Linked DNA regions of Mus musculus: all the other regions are linked to region 1. The links are chromatin contacts, called in public HiChIP or PLAC-seq maps. All regions are on one chromosome and are shown on one strand. The core of a region is the stretch at or near the end of the contact, and the rest is flanking DNA. Distances in the headings are between cores, read along the strand shown. Region 1 holds the start of Ncf1 (neutrophil cytosolic factor 1). Region 2 has its middle 29 kb from the start of Gtf2ird1. Region 3 holds the start of Clip2 (CAP-GLY domain containing linker protein 2).

Region 1 (3,908 bases), core at 735-3,234:
CCCAGGACCCAGGCTCACTCCTCCCAGGAAATCCGTCTAGTCAGCTCAGGGTGAGGCTCTGCAAGAGAGGCCTGCTGACCGCGGCTTTTTGTCTCTTCTCCTCCAGTGTTGGTGACATTAGAGTCCTCCTCCACTGCTGGAATTAAAGACACTTGCCACCATGGCTGGCTCCCAAGTTCCCTTCCAGGCTGAGCTGTCTGAGAAGTCAAATTCTTCTATGAAGGGCTAGTACACGGTCAGATGTTGTCTTACCTATGTGGGTGTCTACTGATGTCTACACCTGCGTGCAGACATCATCTCTCCGGAGTCTCCTTGGTTTCTGAGACAGGGTCTACTGCTAACTTAAAACTCACCTGGAGACTAGGCTGGCTGGCCAGTGAGTCCCAGAGACCTCCTGACTCTACTTATTTAGTGTAGACACCAGAAGTTAGGCAGTGGTGGCACATGCCTTTAACTACAGCACTCAGGAGGCAGAGGCAGGTGCATTTCTGAGTTTGGGCCAGCCTGGTCTACAGAGTGAGTTCCAGGACACAGGGCTACACAGAGAAACTCTATCTGGGAAAAACGAAAAATAAAAAAGTACATACTTTCCAGGCTAAGGGAGGGCTCCGTGGCTGCGACTGCTTCTCTCTCTTGCAGAGGGATCTAACTTCAGTACCAAACATCAATGTCTGCTATTTCACAACTGCCTATAACTGCATCTACACACACACACAAACACACACACACAGAGGATTCTGAGCTTTTCTTTATTTTTTTAAAAAAGTTTTTTTTTTAAATGGTTTTTCGAGACAGGGTTTCTCTGTATAGCTCTGACTGTCCTGGAACTCACTTTGTAGACCAGGCTGGCCTCGAACTTAGAAATCCACCTGCCTCTGCCTCCCAAGTGCTGGGATTAAAGGTGTGTGCCACCACACCTGGCTTTTTAAAAAGATTTATGTATTTATTTTATGTATATGAGTACACTGTAGCTGTACAGATGGTTGTGAGCCTTCATGTGGTTGTTGGGAATTGAATTTAGGACCTCCCCTTGCTCAGGTCGGACCCTCTCACTTCAGATAACTCTTCTCTCTCCATCAGTCCCTGCTTTCTCCGCCCAAAGATTTATTTATTATTATACATTGCAGATGGTTGTGAGCCACCATGTGGTTGCTGGGATTTGAACTCAGGACCTTCAGAAGAAGAGCAGACAGTGCTCTTACCCACTGAGCCATCTCGCTGGCCCTAAACTTTTCTTTAATGTAGGTTCTAGAGATAGAACTCAGGTCCTCAGGCTTGTATGCCAAGGACTTTATCTGCGGAGCCATGTCCAGTCCTGGTCCTGTAAAGACAGGACTTCTAAAGTCAATCTCACGTAGGCCAGGCTATCTTCAAACTCATTATATAGCTGAAGCTGGCCTTGAACCCTTGATTCTCCTGCCTCTACCTCCCAAGGGCTGGGGTCACAGGCTTTTTTTTTTTTCCTGAGATAGGGTTTCTCTGTATAGCCCTGGCTGTCCTGGAACTCACTTTGTAGACCAGGCTGGCCTCGAACTCAGAAATCTGCCGGCCTCTGCCTGCCACCACACCCAGCTTTTTTTTTTTTAAGATTTATTTATTTATTTTATTAATCTGAGCATGCTGTAGCTGTCTTCAGACAACACCAGAAGAGGGCATCAGATCCCATTACAGATGGTTGTGAGCCACCATGTGATTGCTGGGAATTGAACTGAGAACCTCTGGAAGAGCAGTCAGTGCTCTTAAGCACTGCACCAGCTCTCCAGCCCCATGTTTGTTGGGGGTGGTTCAGAACTGTAGAGAGGCCCCAGTGCCTGGGTTGGGCCATGGTGTCGGTAGAACAGGTTTCTGTGCTTCAGGGCCCCTGGCTGCCCCACCACTCTGTTGAAGCTCAAAAATTCTCAGAAAGTGAAAGACTAAGTCTAAGAGCCTCCTGGGCCTTCCCCGCCCTTACCCCACAAGCAGCAGAAACCACTTCTTCTTTTTAGTGTATTTAAGGCCCAGCCCAGGCTATAGAGAGAAGTGTCCCTGTCACGGCCCAGCCATGGGGGACACCTTCATTCGCCATATTGCCCTGCTGGGCTTCGAGAAGCGCTTCATCCCCAGCCAGCACTATGTGAGTAGCCTAAGAGTGCCCTGCAGGAGCGCATAGTGGGGACAGTGCTATCACTCTGCTGCTACCCAAAAACCACCTGGACCAGGGAAGGAGATGAGAGGAAGGGAGACCAGGGAAGGATGTGAGGGGAAGGGGGACCAGGGGAGGATATGGGGGGAGGGGTCCAGGGGAGGATATGAGGGGGAGGGGGACCAAGGGAAGGATGTGAGAGGGAGGGGGATCAGGGGAGGATATGGGGGGAGGGAGAACAGGGGAAGGATATGGAGAGAGGGAGACCAGGGGAAGGATGTGAGAGGGAGGGGGGACCAGGGGAGGATATGGGGGGAGGGAGAACAGGGGAAGGATATGGGGAGGAGGGGTCCAGGGGAGGCTATGAGGGGGAGGGGGACCAAGGGAAGGATGTGAGAGGGAGGGGGACCAGGGAAGGATATGGGGGGAGGGAGAACAGGGGAAGGATATGGGAGGAGGGGTCCAGGGGAGGCTATGAGGGGGAGGGGGACCAAGGGAAGGATGTGAGGGGGAGGGGGACCAGGGGAAGATATACCTCCGTGGGGACCTCTCAGGCACAGGGCTTTCTTATCCTTGGGCTTCAGGCTTCTCTTGGGTGTTCACAAAGGACCCTGCCATGGTGAGCAGATACCCCTGTGCACCGTCCCAGCTGCCTCCCTCTCTGTCTTCACACTGAGCCCCCAAGCATGCCAGAGCTCAACCTTACCCTCTGTCCAGTGCCTAGGACCAAGGCTCATTCCTACCAGGAAACCTCCCTGTCTAGTCAGCTCCAGGAGTGGCCCTGCATGGCAGCCTGCGAGGCCTGGAAACTGTGGCTTTTTTTTCTCTCCTCTTCTATGATATTGGTTACTGAGTTTGGATCCCTAGTAGGGGACGATGTCTCCCGTTTGCCCTGGGGAGATGAGGTCGAGGAATATCTGCCCATATATCTAGACTCTATCACTGGGTCTGCTCGGCCCAAGGCAGGCCAGAGATGGTGCCGCCCAGCACTTGTAAGCTGTTTACCTGGGACCCTCAGCAGTTAAGAGCTAAGTCTCCCCTCCCTCCTCCCTCCCTCTCTAAATATAAATGTTCTGAATCATTCCACAACCAAAAGCCACACCAGAAGAGGGGACAGCGGTCACCCTGGGTGTTTCCTTCATGTCCTCCATCCCTCCCCTGGAGACAATCACAGGGGTATTTTTAGACAGAGTCTCACAATGTAGCAAAACCCCCAAAGATTGCCTCACCACAACCCCTCAGCCTTCCATCCAAGGCTAAAAAGGCAGCCCAGGGGCACAGCATGGTCCTCGTGGGTGCTGAGTGCCCCTCTCGGCTCTAATGCCCCTCAGGTGTACATGTTCCTGGTTAAGTGGCAGGACCTGTCGGAGAAGGTGGTCTACAGAAAATTCACCGAGATCTACGAGTTCCATGTGAGTGTTGGGGGAGGGGCAGATTCGAACTGCAGCTTTGCCTCTGCCTTTGTGGACCTCAAGCTCAGCATGTATCTGAAGTCAGATTAGCCTGGGGTACCTAGAGATTTCCGAGGGCTACATAGTGAGACCCTGTCTCAAAATAAACAAATGAAGGAGACAGGGACAGAGGAGATAACACACACACACACACACACACACACACACACACACACACACACACACACAAAGGGGGTGGGTGGGTGGGAATGAGAATATTTCAATGGGACTTTTGTGGACCCAATGGCTCCCCCTCCCGGTGAGTGTTATGAACTGCTCCAACTTAGATCTTTTCGAGCACCCCTTTTGTTCTTTCTCATGTATCTAAGACTGGC
Region 2 (3,496 bases), core at 338-2,837, 260 kb before region 1:
ACAACCACATGAAGGCTTACAACCATCTGTATAGCTATGGTGTACTCATATACATAAAATAAATACATAAATAAATCTAAGGGGCTGGAGAGATGGCTCAGTGGTTAAGAGCACTGACTGGCCTTCTAAAGGTCCCAAGTTCAAATCCCAGCAACCACATGGTGGCTCACAACCATCCATAATGAGATCTGGCTCCCTCTTCTGGGGTGTCTGAAGACAGCTGCAGTGTACTTACATATAATAAATAAATAAATCTTTAAAAAAATTTTAAAATCTAAAAAAACCCCTTACTCCGGTTGCTAATATTGTTCCCCTGTGAAACCTCTGAAGTTGGGCATAGGCTACAGCTCTCAGATAACTGTTCTGCTTCTAGGATGCTTTATTAAATCTGGCTTACAGCACTCAGTGTTTTTCTTAGTCCAGGGACCACGCTGTGCTGAGACCCCAGAGGCAGCCTGGAGTGTTCTGTATATTGGTCCTTCATTCGCACACTGAGTGTCAGATGACAAGAAGGTGTGGGGGCCACTGCTTCGTCACTTTAAGGGCTCCAGGTGAGGGGGTTACACTCTTTCTTTGGTGTGTCTAATATTTTCAATCACCCATATGCCCCTAGAGTCTCAATTTGTCCTGAAGGGTGGCACCCTTATTAAATTTTATTTGTTTATTTATTTTTGCTTATTGAGGCAGGGTCTCATTGTGTGTCCCTTGATTGTCCTGGATGTCACTCTTTTTTTTTCTGTTTTGTTTTGTTTTGTTTTTTGGTTTCTCGAGACATGGTTTCTCTGTGTAGCCCTGTCTGTCCTGGAACTCATTCTGTAGACCAGGCTACCCTCGAACTCGGAAATTCGCCTGCCTCTGCCCCCTGAGTGCTGGGATTAAAGGCATGTGCCACTGCACCCAGCTTTCTACGCCCAGGAATAAGTCACATACTAGTCTGTGCTACGTGAATGATGGTGTCTGCAGATCCGTTTGGGCGGGAGCCGTCATCCTCCACCCCAAAATAGAGACTCCTGGGGGCAAGACACAACCTGAAAAAAAGGCAGTTTTAGTCAATATAGAGTAACTTACAGCAGGCCACAGCCTGGTCTTAGCACCAGCTTACACAGTAAATTTAAAGACGGCCTGGGGGGCGTGAAGGAGGGGGAGGAAGAGAGGGAGGATAGGTAGAGTGGGAGGAGACAGGGAAGAGGTCGGGGAGAGAGAGGAAGGGAGAAAAAAAAGAGGAGATTGGAGAAGAGAAGAAAGAAAAAACAGGGCAGAAAGAGAAAGGTGAGTTGGGGCAGTGAAGAGGACACAGTGGGAGATGACATACATATAAGGTATGCATGTATATTTATAGTCCCTCCTGTAATGCACAGAACTCACCACAAGGTGTCGCCCTCAGCTGCTGCACCTTCCGGTCATCTCTATGGCACTTAAAAGGCATAGAACCTGACTGGCAAGCCTGCACAGGAAAGGCACAAAGTATCTCCCTCCCGGCCCTATAGTTCCCTGGTGGGGTGGTCCCAAGAAGCCACCAGGCTTGGTTCAGACTCCTATGTGGCTATCCATCTGTCCACCTATCCATCTTAGCAACAGAAGCCAGCTAGAAAGGGGACATTCAATTCATTTCCAGGAACCCTTTAGGTAGGATTTCATGTCCCTGGACTCGGATCCCCCTTCCTATACCCAGATCCTTGTCTGCCGTTGAGTGACTCAACATGCCTTTGCTGGGGTCCTTGCTGAATTGAGAACGCATAGTTCTGGCTCTTGTCTGGAACCTTTCTCTCAAGTGACAACAGAGGGAAGAACTAGCTGTCCCCTATGCTGCCCTCAGAGTCACCCTCAAAGCCCCTTCCGTGGCTCAGCAGCTGCCTTTCCCCCTGCCCTACTGGACCACTTCACACTGGATTTCCCAGACTGTTTCGCAAATCGGGCGCATCTCCCTTTTGCCCTCACTCAGTCCACATGCCTGCTCTATGCTGCATCCACCACCTTCTGTTCTTCACCCCCCTAACCCCCGTCAAAGCTCCAGTTGCCAACTAGACACACCTGGGAAGAGGGGACCTCAGTTGAGGAATTGCCTCCTAGACTGGCAGGTCTAGGGGGCGTGTTCTTAGTTGATGATTGATGGGCAAGGGTCCAGCCCACTGTGGGAGGTACCATTCCTAGGCAGGTAGCCGAGCAAGGCAAGGACCAGTAAGCAGCATCCCTCCATGGCCCCTGCTTTGATTCCTGCCCTGAATCAAATATGGATGGATGGGTGGACAGGTGGATAGACTGTAACTTGTAAGTCAAATAAACCCTTTCCTCCCCAATTTGATTTTGGTCAGTGTTTTGTTGCAACAGAAAGCAAATTAGGACACCCCTTTAACCTATGCTAACCTTTAGGACACCCCTTTAATCTATGCTAACCTTTCTGAACCACTGTCCACTCTGGCCTGGTCCTGAGTTTCTAGCTCAAACCTTATCCTCCAGAGAAGCCTTTTCATGTAAGCACATGCCTCACTCACTCACTATGTTGTACACATACAACTACATAGGCACATATGGACGTCCACTGATATATGAGCACATACACTCATAATTATCCACACACACATACACATACCAGAATATTCACATGTATACACATACAGTCATCCACACAATACTACACACATATGTGTATAAGCATCCATGTGTGCACATGTGTATCTATACATACACTTACTTTATATACACATGCATTGCAGTTGCTATTTTTGATTGTCAACTTGACTACATCTGGAATTAACTAAAACCCCACAATGTAGGGCACACTTGTAAGGGATTTTTGCTTAATTGGAAATTGAAAAAGACACACCTTTAATTTGGATCGTGAAGCAGGCAGACACACCTTTAATCCAGATCATCACTTGAGTTGGGGGAAAAATATCCTTTAATCTGGGCCACACCTTCTGCTCAAAGCCTATCTAAGGACCCAGAAGGAGGAGGAAAAGGAAGCTTTTGCTTTCTCTGTTTGCTCTTGCCTTGTTAGCTCTCCCATTCCTTCACTGGCATTAGAGATTGCTTCTTCAGGATTGCAGTGTACAGCAAAGACCAGCTGAGACTTCCAGCTTCATGGACTGAGAAACTACTGGATTCTTGAACTTTCCTTTCATATCTAGCAGTGTTAACGTAGCTGGAGCAGAGAACACTGACTAATACATGCATACACATATATTAACATATATTGTTTATGTACACATAAAAAAAACAAAACAAAACAAAAAAAGCCGGGCAGTGGTGGCGTACTCCTTTAATCCCAGCACTCCAGAGGCAGAGGCAGAGGCAGAGGCAGGCAGATTTCTGACTTTGAGGCCAACCTGGTCTACAGAGTGAGTTCCAGGACAGCTAGGGCTACACAGAGAACCCTGTCTCAAAAACAAAACAAAACAAAACAAAAAAAACATGTACACATATCTACACTTGCACACCCATTGCATATACATGTAAACATAAATATACACATTAATAGCACATATCCACACAGCTC
Region 3 (3,419 bases), core at 88-2,587, 320 kb before region 1:
GGAACTTGTTATGCAGACCAGGCTGGCTTCAAGCTACAGAGTGCAGCCCCTAACTTGCTGAAATTAAAGGCATGCACCACCACACCCAGCTGAAATGTATGCCCTTGACCACTGAGCCATCTCTCCAGCCCTCATCCTTTCTTTCTAAGACACACATTGAAGGGTTTACAGACAGAGAACTATGGTTGATGGTTGAAGTGTGAACTTTAACTCTTTTATCTGTGGTATTAATTTTCCTTCTTTTTGAGACTATGTAGCCCTGTCTGGCCTGGAACTCTCTATGTAGACCAGGCTGGGCTTAAACTAATACGGATCAGTCTGTTACAGCGTCTCAAGTGCTGGGATTAAAGGCAGGTGCTACCATGGCCAGCTATTTCATTTTTCTGTTAGTGGATGGAACCTGGGGCTTCAGTAATGCTAAGCAGGGGCTCTACCCCTGAGCCCCGCCCCCAGCCCCTCCCTGGGGTTATCCTAGGTAGGTGCTCTACCTCTAAGCCAGGACCCAACCTAAGAGGTGGATTCGTTCCAGTCTGCCATGATTTAGGTCCTATTTCAACACTGAAACTGTCCATCTAGCTACGTAAAACTTGCTCTTTCTCGAACAACCCACTCTTTACTTTGTATACGGTCCACTTCTGAGGAATTTGGCTCTTCTCACACAGACTCTCTTCACTGCAAGAGTTCCTCTGGGCTGGCCTACTGTTGGCATCAATGCACAACTACCTTTTTGTTCTGATGAACTAAAAAACACCCTGCCTCCTTTAAAGATGGGGAAACTGAGGTCCAGAGGTTAACGTACCACCACGCTGAGTGAGACCTTAAGGATTTTTTTGAGACAGAGTCTCACTGTGTAGCTCCGCTTGTCCTCCCGCTCAGTTTGCCTAGTGTCAGGTGTCAGGTGGTACCCCTGAAGCTCTCTGGTCATTTGCATCATTCCCCTTCCTCGCCTCTTTGAACACAGTCCCTAAGTCAACCCTTGCGAAAAGCCTTCCAGATCCCAGCCCCGCCCCCTTACGTTCCTAAGTGTCTCAGTCTCCTTATATGGAATATTTACATAAGCAATGCAGGGTTGAAACAGAAACTGGAACACACATAAATGCGTAGGGCTGAAGGGCCTGTGAGTGAAATCTATTTCCAAGGCTCAAGTCAGCTGTAGATGGTCTTGATGGGGAAGACCAGGTTCCTAAGACTTCTCTGCCCGCCCGCTCCCCAGTCTTTGCGCGTCACTGTTGCCTGAGAACCCGGAGACCAGGATTGTGGGCACCGCCCCCAACCTCCCCCCCACCCCCCGCGCTCCGGGCCCCGCCTTCCTGCGCCCGCCGCTACGCCGGCCCCTTTTGTTCGCTCTCTGGCCGCTGAGCTCTCCTGGCGCTCGGCTTCTCTCGGCTGGGCTCGGCTCACCTTGGCAGGGCTCCACCGGGCTCCGCTCTGCTCGGTTTCTCTCGCCTCCGCCCCGTTTGGCTCGGATCTTCCCGGCTCGGCCCCGCTCGGCTCGACTCAGCTCGGCTCCGCCTCGGGGCGCGCAGGCAGCGGCCGGGCTTACTGGATCGGCCCCTCCCTCTATCCCCTTCTGGACGTAGATCCTGTGCGAGGCCCGGACTCCGAGCGCGGAGACCCGGTTAGTGTATCGGCGTGAGGAGACCGGCGCAGCATCCTCGTTCCCGGGACGCGCGGACCAAGAGGAGGCGAGGGGTGTCGGGTCCTGGTCGCTGCTGGAGCTCCAAGGTAGGCGCCGCTCTGGGGACGCGCGCGATGGGGGCGCGCGGGCAACAAAGGACGCAGAGTCGCGGGGGGCGGCGGCACCCTATCCTGGAAAGAAAAGGGGGTGCTATCACCAAGCCATTGTCGTCGCGTGGGCAAGGACAGCGGACAGGGTCGCTGCCGCTGGTGGGCGTGGGCGGGGTGAACCCCAACTTCCTTAACCCAGGTCGCTGCTGGGGTTGGGGGCGCCCCTGGATTGCACGTCCAGATGGTGCAAACATCCATAGCTTGGGATTCGGGTGTTTTTGTTGGCGTCCTCTTTCCAAGAGCGGATCCAGGACAAGCTGCAGAGCTCTTGGGGAAGGCTCACACAGGCTCTGTGGGGGCACAGCCTGGTGGGCGCGGCCATCAGCTCTCATCTTCAGACCTGGCATCTGGGATGAGACACGGAGGCCCCCGCCCCGCCACCTGGGGTCGCCTGGTTGGTGCCCTTAGCAAAACTTGATTGGAGAGCCTGGCTTGGCAGAGGATAGGGTAAGGGGGAGGCCCAGGCAGGGTGGCTTTCCGCAGGGTTGCCCCCCCAAGCTGGCGCTGGTAGCTGGTGAGGCAGCAGTTTTTTTCCCTCCCCCCAGGGAGGGGCAGTGGCGACGCAGGATGCAGGGCTGAGCCTCCAGGGCTAGCCCGCGTGGATCCTCAGGAGGGGCCTGTGTGTTTGTCCTGGACTCACTGGGCTTTGCCACGCGTGCCTTCTCCCGATCCTGGCCAAAGCCTGGAAAGGTCGTTGCAGAGGAACACCTTAGGGGTAGAGGAATCACAATCCAGCCTCTGAGATCCCGCTCCTGTCTTCTGGACTACAAATGGGCAGGGGCCTGGACGGTTGTGGAACTAGGAATTGGCTTTAATCTTGAAGGGTGCCCCGACAGAGGACGCTGGGGATGGGGCTGGCCTAGGGCTGTGCTCTGAGGAGCTAGAGAGCACCACGTGGGGCCACCTTCCCTTTGCTGTGAGCCAGAGGCCTCTCCCCATCAGTTGTAAATGTAAACAATGAGTCCTTCATTCATAAGGTCGCTGTCACCTGGATTGGCACCACCAGGGGCTGGCAGGTACACAGAACCAGAGCTACTTTGCCCAGCACAGCACAGCCTAACCTGATGCCGGGCAAGTGGAGAAGCCAGGAGCTCCCAAGAGGCACAGCTGGAGGGTGGGGCAGACCCTAAAGGCAGACCCTGAGACCAGAGCCCTGCCCAAGGCTGCTTTTTACCTAGTTGATGGCTCCCACATGAGCTTCCAGAAAAGAGGCATTCTGGCTTAGATGGGCAGAGAAAGATTTAGGTTACTGGGGCGTGAAGTTCAAGGTAGAGTGTGTTTGCCAGTTCCTTCCTGCATACACTAGGTGCCCACTTAGCGCAGGACCCGTGGGTTTCAGCAGTGCGAGCGGAGGCTCCAGGATGAGGAGGTTGGAAATAGAGGAGCCCCAACAGCAGAAGAACCTTGGAGGAGTACACAGATACATGCTCTTCTAACCTGGGCACTTAGGTGGGAAGGGCCTACGCAGAGCCCCCAAACTCCCAGCAAAAACACACATCCCAAGGAGCAGGAGTTCAGAAGTTGGAGTTTACCATCGTGAGTTCAAATCCTTGCTCTGCTACTTGCATCGCTGTGTAGCTTTGGATCTCTTTTTCCTCATCAGTAAGATGGGAATAGTTAGGGGATTTGCC

The links. HiChIP or PLAC-seq counts read pairs in DNA pulled down with a chosen protein or histone mark.
Region 2: an H3K4me3 HiChIP or PLAC-seq map of bone marrow-derived macrophages shows a contact between it and region 1, with 4 times the contacts expected there. The contact joins the enhancer-like site here to the promoter of Ncf1 in region 1. A contact is called at or near these places in 13 of 39 promoter capture datasets (the 3T3-L1 cell line, the C10 cell line, the HPC-7 cell line and 8 more), 1 of 15 datasets of contacts at CTCF or cohesin (embryonic stem cells), 3 of 484 Hi-C or Micro-C datasets (double positive thymocytes and embryonic stem cells), 7 of 115 datasets of contacts at active chromatin or transcription factors (T-cell acute lymphoblastic leukemia, bone marrow-derived macrophages, embryonic stem cells and 4 more) and 3 of 9 other capture datasets (adipose tissue, liver and pancreatic islet).
Region 3: an H3K27ac HiChIP or PLAC-seq map of microglia shows a contact between it and region 1, with 4 times the contacts expected there. The contact joins the promoter of Clip2 here to the promoter of Ncf1 in region 1. A contact is called at or near these places in 3 of 39 promoter capture datasets (cranial neural crest, embryonic stem cells and liver), 6 of 115 datasets of contacts at active chromatin or transcription factors (astrocytes, embryonic forebrain, embryonic stem cells and 3 more) and 3 of 9 other capture datasets (adipose tissue, liver and pancreatic islet).

Annotation. Positions count from the first base shown.
Region 1 is chr5:134,227,701-134,231,608 of GRCm38.p6, reverse strand. Ncf1 (neutrophil cytosolic factor 1) reads left to right here and starts at 1,984. Exons shown (of 11, transcript NM_010876.4): 1 at 1,984-2,113; 2 at 3,454-3,534. The coding sequence starts at 2,042.
Region 2 is chr5:134,484,007-134,487,502 of GRCm38.p6, reverse strand. No RefSeq gene overlaps it. Among named protein-coding and RNA genes, the nearest start is that of Gtf2ird1, 29 kb to the right of the region's middle. Within about 2 kb of position 1,587, at least 16 of the 459 cell types and tissues checked have an H3K27ac peak or open chromatin away from gene starts, as enhancers often do. A contact at or near this core is called in bone marrow-derived macrophages, where this site is marked.
Region 3 is chr5:134,550,352-134,553,770 of GRCm38.p6, reverse strand. Clip2 (CAP-GLY domain containing linker protein 2) reads left to right here and starts at 1,337. Exons shown (of 17, transcript NM_009990.3): 1 at 1,337-1,725.